Linked DNA regions of Urocitellus parryii: region 2 is linked to region 1. The links are chromatin contacts, called in public Hi-C maps. All regions are on one chromosome and are shown on one strand. The core of a region is the stretch at or near the end of the contact, and the rest is flanking DNA. Distances in the headings are between cores, read along the strand shown. Region 1 holds the start of Fbxo7 (F-box protein 7). Region 2 holds the start of Pwp1 (PWP1 homolog, endonuclein).

What was found. Hi-C and Micro-C count contacts between places; a contact is called where the count stands out from the background.
Region 2: a Hi-C map of muscle shows a contact between it and region 1, with 2.2 times the contacts expected there. The contact joins the promoter of Pwp1 here to the promoter of Fbxo7 in region 1. A contact is called at or near these places in 2 of 2 Hi-C or Micro-C datasets (liver and muscle).

Annotation. Positions count from the first base shown.
Region 1 is chr5:14,318,050-14,322,852 of mUroPar1.hap1, forward strand. Fbxo7 (F-box protein 7) reads right to left here and starts at 3,138. Exons shown (of 9, transcript XM_026397865.2): 1 at 1,851-3,138. The coding sequence starts at 1,972.
Region 2 is chr5:14,495,131-14,499,956 of mUroPar1.hap1, forward strand. It overlaps Pwp1 (PWP1 homolog, endonuclein), which reads right to left and starts at 1,941. Exons shown (of 15, transcript XM_026398598.2): 1 at 1,761-1,941. The coding sequence starts at 1,832.

The sequences.
Region 1 (4,803 bases), core at 1,888-4,387:
AACTATTCCTGTTCATTAAAACACAAGTGGCTCTGCTTTTTCTAAATGCTTTAATAAACAAAAAGTTGAAAATCTGCAAGCTGCCCATGAAACACCATTCCAACTTTGACAAAAAAAAAAAAACACCTCAAATGAATAATGTGTTGCATTAGTCACTGCAAAAGGGTGAGTTTTTTTTTTTACAAGCAGTATCCAGTACAATGTACATTTAAATACCTATTTGTAGAAAATGGTTTGCCTAATAAAAATGTCAACTTTCCTTCCCACTCTAGAAAAAGGGAAGAACTACTGCTAAAGTTATATGTAGTTTTCCAAGATTCTATTTTCTAAAACTGAGGCAGGGGGTTAACTTTAGCAGAAAAATGAAACTCTAGAAACTCCAGGCTTTTAAAAAATATTTTATAGTAATTCTGAGCCCACTTGCTCAGTAAAGACACTTTAAAATAATCATGTCATATTTTTATCAAATGAATACATTATTAACAAATGAATACTTTCAAAACAATAAATTTAGTTTCACAAACTGAAACTTAAATTCCTGGCAGGTAACCAGCCTCAACTGCAAAAACAAACCTGAAAGAGAAACTAACTTGGGTTCTTGTGCAAGCAGTCATATCCTTTTAGGTTACACATCCTTTTAAGGCTATCCTGCCTATTTAAAAAAATAACAAAACATGTATATCTATACATATACATGTATGTACACACACACACACCCCTTCAAGAGATCTTCAAAAATGCTTGGTGGGGTAATGATGCCAGCACATACACTTAGGCTTGACCCCAAGCAGTAGCAATAAACATATCATTTACTATAATGTTTCAAAGGAGTTATGATAATACCTTATTTTTTTGTCTTTTTTCAATCTTTTTAATCTGAAAAAATTAAAAGGATGAGAAATCCATAATGTGGCCTCATTTTACTAAACCCCCTACAACTAAAGTGCAAGTCTGTACAACTCTTATAAAAGGTTTTTATACTCTTCAAAAGGTTTTCTTTTGAAAAATTCGCCTAAAAAGCCCCAGCGAATATTTTTTTTCTGGGCACAATAAAATTTCAAATTCACAAGTTCTGTATTTGAAGAGAGGCCATCCTTACATCGTCCTCTCTACCCCCAGATTATTATTCCCAGACCTATCCTCCAAGGACACAAAGCAGCTTCATCTTCAACCCCATGAAGTTCATGACCATTTTTTGATCTTTCTCAACCTCTCGGCCCCAAATTTCCAGTTCTCCGGGGTCAAGGCCAACGTTTACCTCCATGTTAGGAGGAGGAAAAAAAAAAAAAAAGTGCATCACGCCCAGGAAAGCTCACAGACCTGAATCCCACCTGCACCTTCCCTGGCTAAAGTGCAGGGGGAGAGTCAGAGCCCGCCGAAGCGGCACCTGCGCACTCAACAGGCTTAACACTGCCGTCGCCCTGCAGCGGGGGACAAGCGCCGGGCGGCATCGACGGGGACCGGACTGTTCACTTTGGGCGCAGAACTTTGCGAACTTTCCCACGGAACTACTCCAGCAGCTCAGGAGGACTCGGGCTAACGGGAGGGTGGCGAGCGCGCCCGCTTCCAGCCTCGAGTCCCGCCAGCCGCGTGCACGACGTGCGGTCCCGCTCCCGGTTCCGCTCCGCGGACGCCGCCGGCTACTCACCCGGGAGGGGACCGGCGCCCCCGGGAGGCTGGGCCATGGTCCCCGAGCGGCCTGGCGCGCAGCGGCCCAGCGCCCCGCCGGCCTCGCGCGTCACAGTCACGGGTCCCCCGGGCGGCGACGCCCCGAGAGCCAGCCCCCACGTGACCGCCCGGTCCCGCGCCCGCGGGCCGCCCGGCCACGCCCGCCCCGCGCTACTCCCTACCTGTACCCCAAGGTGGGCAGCAGGGCCTGGCTCAGGTGCGCGCGCAGCTGCCCCAGCGTCGGCTCCGCCTCGGGCACGTCCAGCGGCCGGGTCCGCTTCTCAAGCCGCACTCGCAGCTTCATGGCGGCGGCGGTCCCGCTTCGGCCGCGGGGCTTTGGGCGGCGGCGATCGCCGCCGCTGACTGGGGGTGCTCAGGTGCAGCGGGCGCAGGCCGCTCCTCCCGCCGCGTCTCTGGAACGTCCGCTCTCAGCCGCTCCAGGCAGGGCGCCCCCTGGAGCCCGCGCCGCCAGCCTGCCGCGGGGCCCCGGCGATCGATGGCTCGGAGCGCGACGACGCTGTCTGGGCCGCGAAGCGCACTGCGCAGGCGCAGAGTCCGCCGCAGCTAGGGACCGTCCGCCAGCTTCTGCTGCGCTGTGGCTGGAGGGACGTTGGCGCCGGAAAGGATGCTGCGGTCTGCACCGCTCACCAGTCCCCGAGGACCAGGTCCTACCCCGTGTCTCGTGGCGCTGCTCTCAGAAGCGTGAGGTTGAGTGCAGCTCCGGGTGTGTCCTGTTGCAGGACGTAAAACACCGTGGTCGCTGCTCCGGTTGGACCGTGCGTTAGTCATCTGTTGCTGCTTGACAGTCGCCTCCCAGATCTTACTAGCTCGAAGCAGCAAACGTTTGTTGTCCCACGGGTTCTGTAGTTCAGGAATTTGGGGGTGGTGTGGCTGTCTAGTGCTGTCTCCAGGTCTCGTGCGATTACGGTGAAGATGTAGGCCAGGGCTGCTGTCATCTGAGATTTGGAACTTGGGCCGCAGGATCAGCTTCTGAGATGCCTCGCTCACAGGACTGTTGGCCGGAGACCTGTTTTCACCACATGCATCACCCCAGATGGCTGTTTGAGTGTCCCTAGAGCATGGCAGCTGGCTTCCCTCAGAGCAAGTGACCCACGAGAGAAACCAAGACAAAAGCCACAATGTCTTTTATGGGCTAGCCTCAAGTCACCATTGCTTCTGTCATAGCCAAATCAGCCCTTCAGTGTGAGAGGATCAAGCCAAAGGCATGATTAGCCATAGATGGGATCACTGGGGGCCATCCTGGAGTCTGGCTACACTTAGAGGGTCAACTTAGATGAGAGAGATTATCAAATTTCATCCGTGTTCTCAGAACCATTGTCCAAGTCTTCATAAGAATTGAATAAAGTTTCTTCCAATAGGGGCTGGGAGGGCTCGCCTAGCACCTTGGAGGCCCTGGGTTGGATCCTCAACAACACATAAAAATAAATAAATAAAATTTAAAAATTGCATCCAATTACAACTAAAAAAATTTTAAAAGTTTCTTCCATAGGTGGCAGCACTTGTCCGTGTCCTGCCCTTCACTCCTTAAACGTCTTGATTGCCTGCTTGTGACAGATCACATACCAAGTGCTGTAGGCAGAGTCCTGCCCATGCAGTTCACAATTGAGTGAATCAACTCTTGCAGTCGTGTAAAGTGTCCCATTAATGATACAGATAAACAGACCTGGGGTTGAGATACGTCGAGGAGGGATGCTCTGCAGGAGGATTCTTTAATAGCAAGAAATATGAAATTGAGAAAAGGTGGCAGGACCAGAGTGACTCTGTGTGACCAGAATGAATGACAGAGTGAATGCATCCACCCCCAAAAAAATAAACAAATAATAAGCCTTGGGCTATGTAAAGGGTTTAGGATACATTCTAGACTATATGAGAAGCTGATAGAGATTTGTAAGGGGGTGACTTTATTATCTTGGTCCATAGATCTGGTCAACAGAGGCTGACTCTGGGCAACTACACAGGTACGGGGTATATCTGAAGGGTACTGTATATATAGCTTAGGGAATTTTAGGGAGGACTAGTGGCCCGGGCTAATCTTCCATAAACAAAGCTCAGAACCATGCAGAAGAACTCATGAGGAAACTACCATGACTGAGATTGCTGCTGCCACCCCACCCCATGCTGAAGGACATTGCTGTCACTGCTTCTAGGAATGGCTGCCACAGGTGTTTCTTGTTTGTTTTTTGTAGCCACCTGTACTGATAAAATTCCAAGTTTCCAAAATCATCGTGTTTTCCCACCTCATTTCCAAATCGAAGACTCATAGGGGGGCATCTGACTAAGGAAATATGGGTCCCACACCTTTGCCTACAAAGGAAACTGGGATTCAGAATCTGAACTCCTTCCTTGGGGAGGCAGGACTCATAATATTGGAACTCACCCAAGTTTAGGGAAAGCTATTCAAAAGAGGATAGGAAGCCATGAACCCCTAAGGACATGCTCACATCTAAAATATATCAGTGGTAGAGAGTGGTAGATTAGATTAGGGCTTCCCAACCTCAACAATATTGATCTTTTGGGCCATATAAGTCTTTGTTCTGGGAAACTGTTATGTACATTGTAGGATGTTTATCAGCATCTCTGGTCTTTATCCACAAAACGCCAGTAGAACCCTTTCCTTCCCCAGTTGTAAGAACCAAAGATGTATCATAGCACTGCCAAATATCCTGTGAGAGGCAAAGTCACTTTAATAACCACTGGATTAGAAATCATCTCAGGAGACTCTTTTGGTACCTGAGAGAAGAAAGGAATTCATGGAATGATGGGGTGCAGCAATCATGCATAGAGAAGATGTGGCAGAGGTAGAAATTTTAAAAAAATGTGGAAAATGACTATGCTCAGGAGGTATATTAGGAATAGCTTCAGTTGCTCTAACAGACCCACACAACAGTGGATGAAAGTATTTCTCTCTGAAATAACACTCGGAGAAAACAGTGCAAGGCTAATGTGGTGGCCATCTTTGGAGGCCAGTCCACCCCTGAGGACTATGTAAACCTTCATCAGTTACCACTCGTAAAAAGGGCAACAGTAACAAGAATATGTCAGACAGCTGTGTTGTAACAGCTTAAAGAAATAATACATTATTGTTTTTTTGTAAGTCACTGAGTTTGTAATCAT
Region 2 (4,826 bases), core at 691-3,190, 180 kb after region 1:
TAAGGAAATCGTTAGATGTCTTTGAATTAATAAGTTTGTGAACAAATGTAAAACTTCAAGAGACATCATCAAGATGAGAACCAAACATCAATCCAGCCTCTTTCAATTTAACATTAATAGTTTTTACAGGTCCTTATAATCAAGATCCTTTCCCACTAAAATGGTCCAGACTTCCTACCTGGATAGCCTTTACCCTAATAAGAGTTCAAAACTCAGGTCACTCTCTTTACTTTGAAACTGGCATTCCCTCACCTTAGCAGTGCTTTAGTACCTTTAAAATACACAGAACACTACCAAACTACAAGCTCCTTGAAGAGGGAGGCTGACATGTCATTGTATATCTAAGTACATAGTTCAGTGGCCCATGTGGTGATGCTTAACAACTGATGATGAATCCAATCAATCACCCAGTTTCTACAAAAAAAGCCTTTGAGAATGGCATTCCACTGTGGGATAGCTCCAGAAAACAATTAAGTTTAATTAAAAAATAGTTATTTGTGTAATTTTTCCTTTTGTGGATTTCACAGAATTCAACTACTTCCTTCTATAAACTCTTCAAATTTGTCTGCAACAGAGAATCACCTGGGGGACCTTTAGAAATTTCAGGCCATGTGCTGAGTTATGGCTTAGTGGTACAGCATTTGCCTAGTGTGTGTGAGGCCCTGAGTTCACAAAAACAAACAAATAAATATTTCAGGCCATACTTAATCTCAATACTTTAGAGTGGGACCTCGGTAATATGTGACGTTCCCCAAGTGTTTCCAATGTGTAGGCTCATTTGAAAATCACCATCTTCAAGAATTTGAAAGTCTGTATGTCTCCCTTTAATAAGAACTGTTTCCTTGTTTAACAAATTTTAACGAGATAATTTTCTGTCCCCATGCTATAAATATGTATTGAATGTCTGCTGCAAGCCAAACACCTGAGAAAAAGTGAGTAAAACAGCCCTTGCTCTGGTGGAATGTACATCTATTAGGACTATTCCAACCCCTTCCTCTTGTGCACTCCTTGTCCAAGCCACTCACGTTCCTATCATTTTCCCAACCTGTCATCATTGGCTTGGCCCAATTACATTCAAAACGACCCGTTTTACAACCTATTTCCACTGACATACAATAAACGCACATATTAAGTCCATAAAGGCAGGGCCTTTTCTCGGGATCCTGGACAAGGCCTGGCCTGCAGAAAGCACTCAGTATGTATGTGATGGCTATCTTAAGTAATTTTCATGTGCGCTACAGTCTCAGTGTGCGCTCCTGTTCATTCGTGGGTCACGTTCACTCCTCATCCCCACCGCCCCATCAGCACCTCATTTGGGTTAATTCAAGGAATTCCTAATTTGACTCCATCCTCACTCCTCCGAGCACAAAGCACGGGAGTGCAAAGTGGCGTCGGGTCACAGGTGCTCCCTTCCCGGTTCCGCCTGAAAGTGCCCCGTGGTGGGAGTGCAGCTGCTGTCAATCAGCGTTGGGCGCCACCTCGCACCCGAAGCAGCACCCCGCCCCTTTCCATTCCGCGAGGTCCACGTGCCCGGAATTTGGGGGTGTGGCTGGGCTTGGACCCACCCGCCCGGAGGAGCAAGGTCCAGGCAGGCCCAGGAAACCCGGGCCGACCGAGCCACGGCTCTTGTCACCGCCACCAAGCCAAAGCCGGCCTCGGCCGGTCCCGTCACACCAGCCTGGCCAGAGCCGGTGCGGGGTCCCCAGGCCGCACTGACCCGGCAAGCCGCTCCCCGCGATCTCGGAGCGACCAGGCCTCACCTTGTCAGGCGTCTCTTTGGCCACGCCGCAGCGGACCCAGGCCACGCACGTCACCTGGCGGCTGCGGTTCATGGTCCTCAGCTCAAGGGCGTCTCAAGTTAAAGACCCGGGCCGCAGGGGAAGGTGGCGTGCCGCACCGAGGCTCGCAAGCTCGCGAGGCCGCCGGCAGGCAGAGCGCAGGCGCGGGCACTCGCGGCGGCGCCCGCGACTGACGTCATTCGCGGGCGCCGAAGGCAAAAGGGAGGGGGAAGGTAGGGGCAGGCCCCGCGGGGCGTGGCCGTGTGGCGTGCTGCTGTGTGTCCAGCGGGGTGAAGGGTGTTTCACCGCTGTCCGGCTTGTGGCGACATCTGCGGACTTCTTGGGATCAAAGAAAATATTTAGAACTGCAGGGTTAATCAGAGACAAAATGCCACCCACCTTTAGGTATTTCCCTGCCGTTCCGTTGACCTCTGGTCACAGAGGGCGGCACAGAGGGAGGTGTGTGGCTTTCCTTTTTGGTGCTGGGGTCAGATCCCGGGCCGAGCAGTCTCCCCTGCCTCATCCGGAGCACTTCATCATATTCTTGAATGTAATTGTCTCACCTTAAAACATTTAGCACCTGTTATATTCTAAGTATACGGTACCATTTTGACCATTTTTAAGTGTACCAGTTTAGCAGCATTAAGTTTGAATTTTTTTTTTTAAAATGCAGCAAGAGTGATGAACAGGCAAGAACCGGGCTATATTTAGGGAAAAGTACATAAACGGATTTATTCCTAGAGGTGGGCTTATTAACGTCTGTCTAGGCTTACTCAGGTGGGCCCACCTGGCATTTGGAAATGGGCTTGTGTTTGAGTATTGGAGACTCTGGGTCAGTGCCCTTGGGGATTGCTTAGTTATGAGCCACCTGCTGCTCCAGTATGGCCAGATCCTGACTTCTTTGAGCTGCACTCAGCCCAGTGCCTATTGGGCACTTGATAAATGTTTAATAAAAACGAGTAAATTAAAGAATAGAAGGTGGACTAGGATTGTGGTCACTTGAGGCCTGCCAAACCTACTGTCTTTTACTGGACTAAAGTGGCAGAATGTAATAAGTCCAGTAAAAGAAAATGAAAATCCAAATGCAGCTGGCATAATTAATTCTTTTTTCTATATGTAACTTTATTCATAGCATGCAAAGTTGTTGAAATTTATGAATACCATGACTATTTTAGGGTGGTGTGGGATGTTCTTCTTTTGCCTTGTTTTCCACCCCAATAAAGCAAACCAGTTTTAATTTTCCTTAAGGAATTAATTTATCTATATTGAATATGTTTGTTTTGGGGTAAAGTTGCCAGAAATGGTCAAACCCAATATCTCGCCTATCCCATGTATTTTTCTTTTCTTTCTTTATTCATTTATTCTAATTAGAATATGTATGACAGCAGAATGCATTTTGATTCATTGTACACAAATACAGCACAACTTTTCATTTCTCTAGTTTTACACGATGCAGCGTCACACCATATGTGCAGTCCTATATGTACCTAGGGTAATGATGTCCATCTCATTCCGCTATCTTTCCTGACTCCATGCCCCCTCTCCTCTCCTCTAATTAATTCTTTATAACAAGAATTAACAAGAGCCAAAGTACCTCTATTACTAACACTTATTCTTGGGAACTGATGAGCTTATTTAACGCTGAAAGTCTCTTTGCCAGAGGTCAGAAAAAAAATATGCTTGGTAGTATGATGGCTATTCTAAAGAGTTAAAAGTCCCAGAGGATTGAACCTAGGTCCATGCCAGGCTCTTGTACACCATCTAGCTCAGTGATGTGTGTAATTAGGTTCGTCAGCATTATTAACAACTAACCTTGAGTTCTGGGAAGGCAGTGAAGTCTGTAGTACTCTCCTTCCCATTGTACTACGCCCTATTTCTTGCCCGCTCTCTAGCTAACGCTACAATATCACCTAATACAGAGTTGAAGGAATACTAACAACTACCAATTTCCAAGTGCTAGAGCCTCATACCACGTCATTACTGGTGACAAATCAGGTGTATCAAATGGAAACTTTATTATTCCAGAACTGGGCTTAATTTTGCAAGAGTAAGAACCATGAGGATCTCAGCCACAGCATTGCCAATACCTAACAGAGTGCCTGGCACAGCAAATGCCAATAAGTATTTGCCAAAAAAAATGAATGAGTCAGAATTCTAAACTGAAGTTCACAGACATTAGGAAATGTGCCTAGCATCACAAAGTAAGGGCAAGACACTGAGTCCTAGTCTAGGACCCTCCTTTCCTTTATGCCATACAAGTTTTCTGGTAGAGTTGCTTGTCAGTTCATTCACTCATTTTCTTGGATGCAAGTGACAGATAACCTAACTCTAATTGCTTTCAGCAAGAAATGGAATTTTTATGCTAGGATGACTCAAGAATCTAATGACATAAATGGCTTCAGACAGATCTGGAGCCAGAGGCTTAGACCATTGTCATCAAGCTTTGACCTCTCTTCCATATTTCTACTGTCCTCCAATATGTTAGCTTAATTTCAAGCCTTCAGCAACTTCAGGCCTGCAGCTGAAAGCACTTGCATTTATTTCTGCTTCTCTCTGTGCCTCTTGGCAACTTGGGCTAGAGTGGGCCAGGGTAGGATCAAGGCAAGTGTGGAGAGAGATGCCATCTCCTGATGGAAGTTTCTGTAAAGCATCTGGGGCTTCATACTACAGATGAGAAGAATGAGACCCATAAAAAGGAAGTAACTTATTAAGGCCACACATCATGTAAGTGTCAAAATGGGTGACAGAGCTTAGTATCTCCCCCTTCAGTCCCGGGTGGTTCCTTCCAAACCTGAGCAGCCTCTTTTGGAAAGGAAGACACAGAACTGTGTGCCCAGGGAAAAGTGAAGGCTTCACCCAAAGCCACAGATAAAATGAACTCAGTCACAGTGTCGTCATCTCAAACCCCACCTAGGTGGCATCAGAGATATTTCTCAAGGGACATGGACCACATCATTTACAGTCTGCAGAGAAACAACCGACTGGACAGAACTTCTGATCTCTCCTTTGAGGCCAAAGTGAGAAAGGCCTTGCCTTTATTTCAAAGGG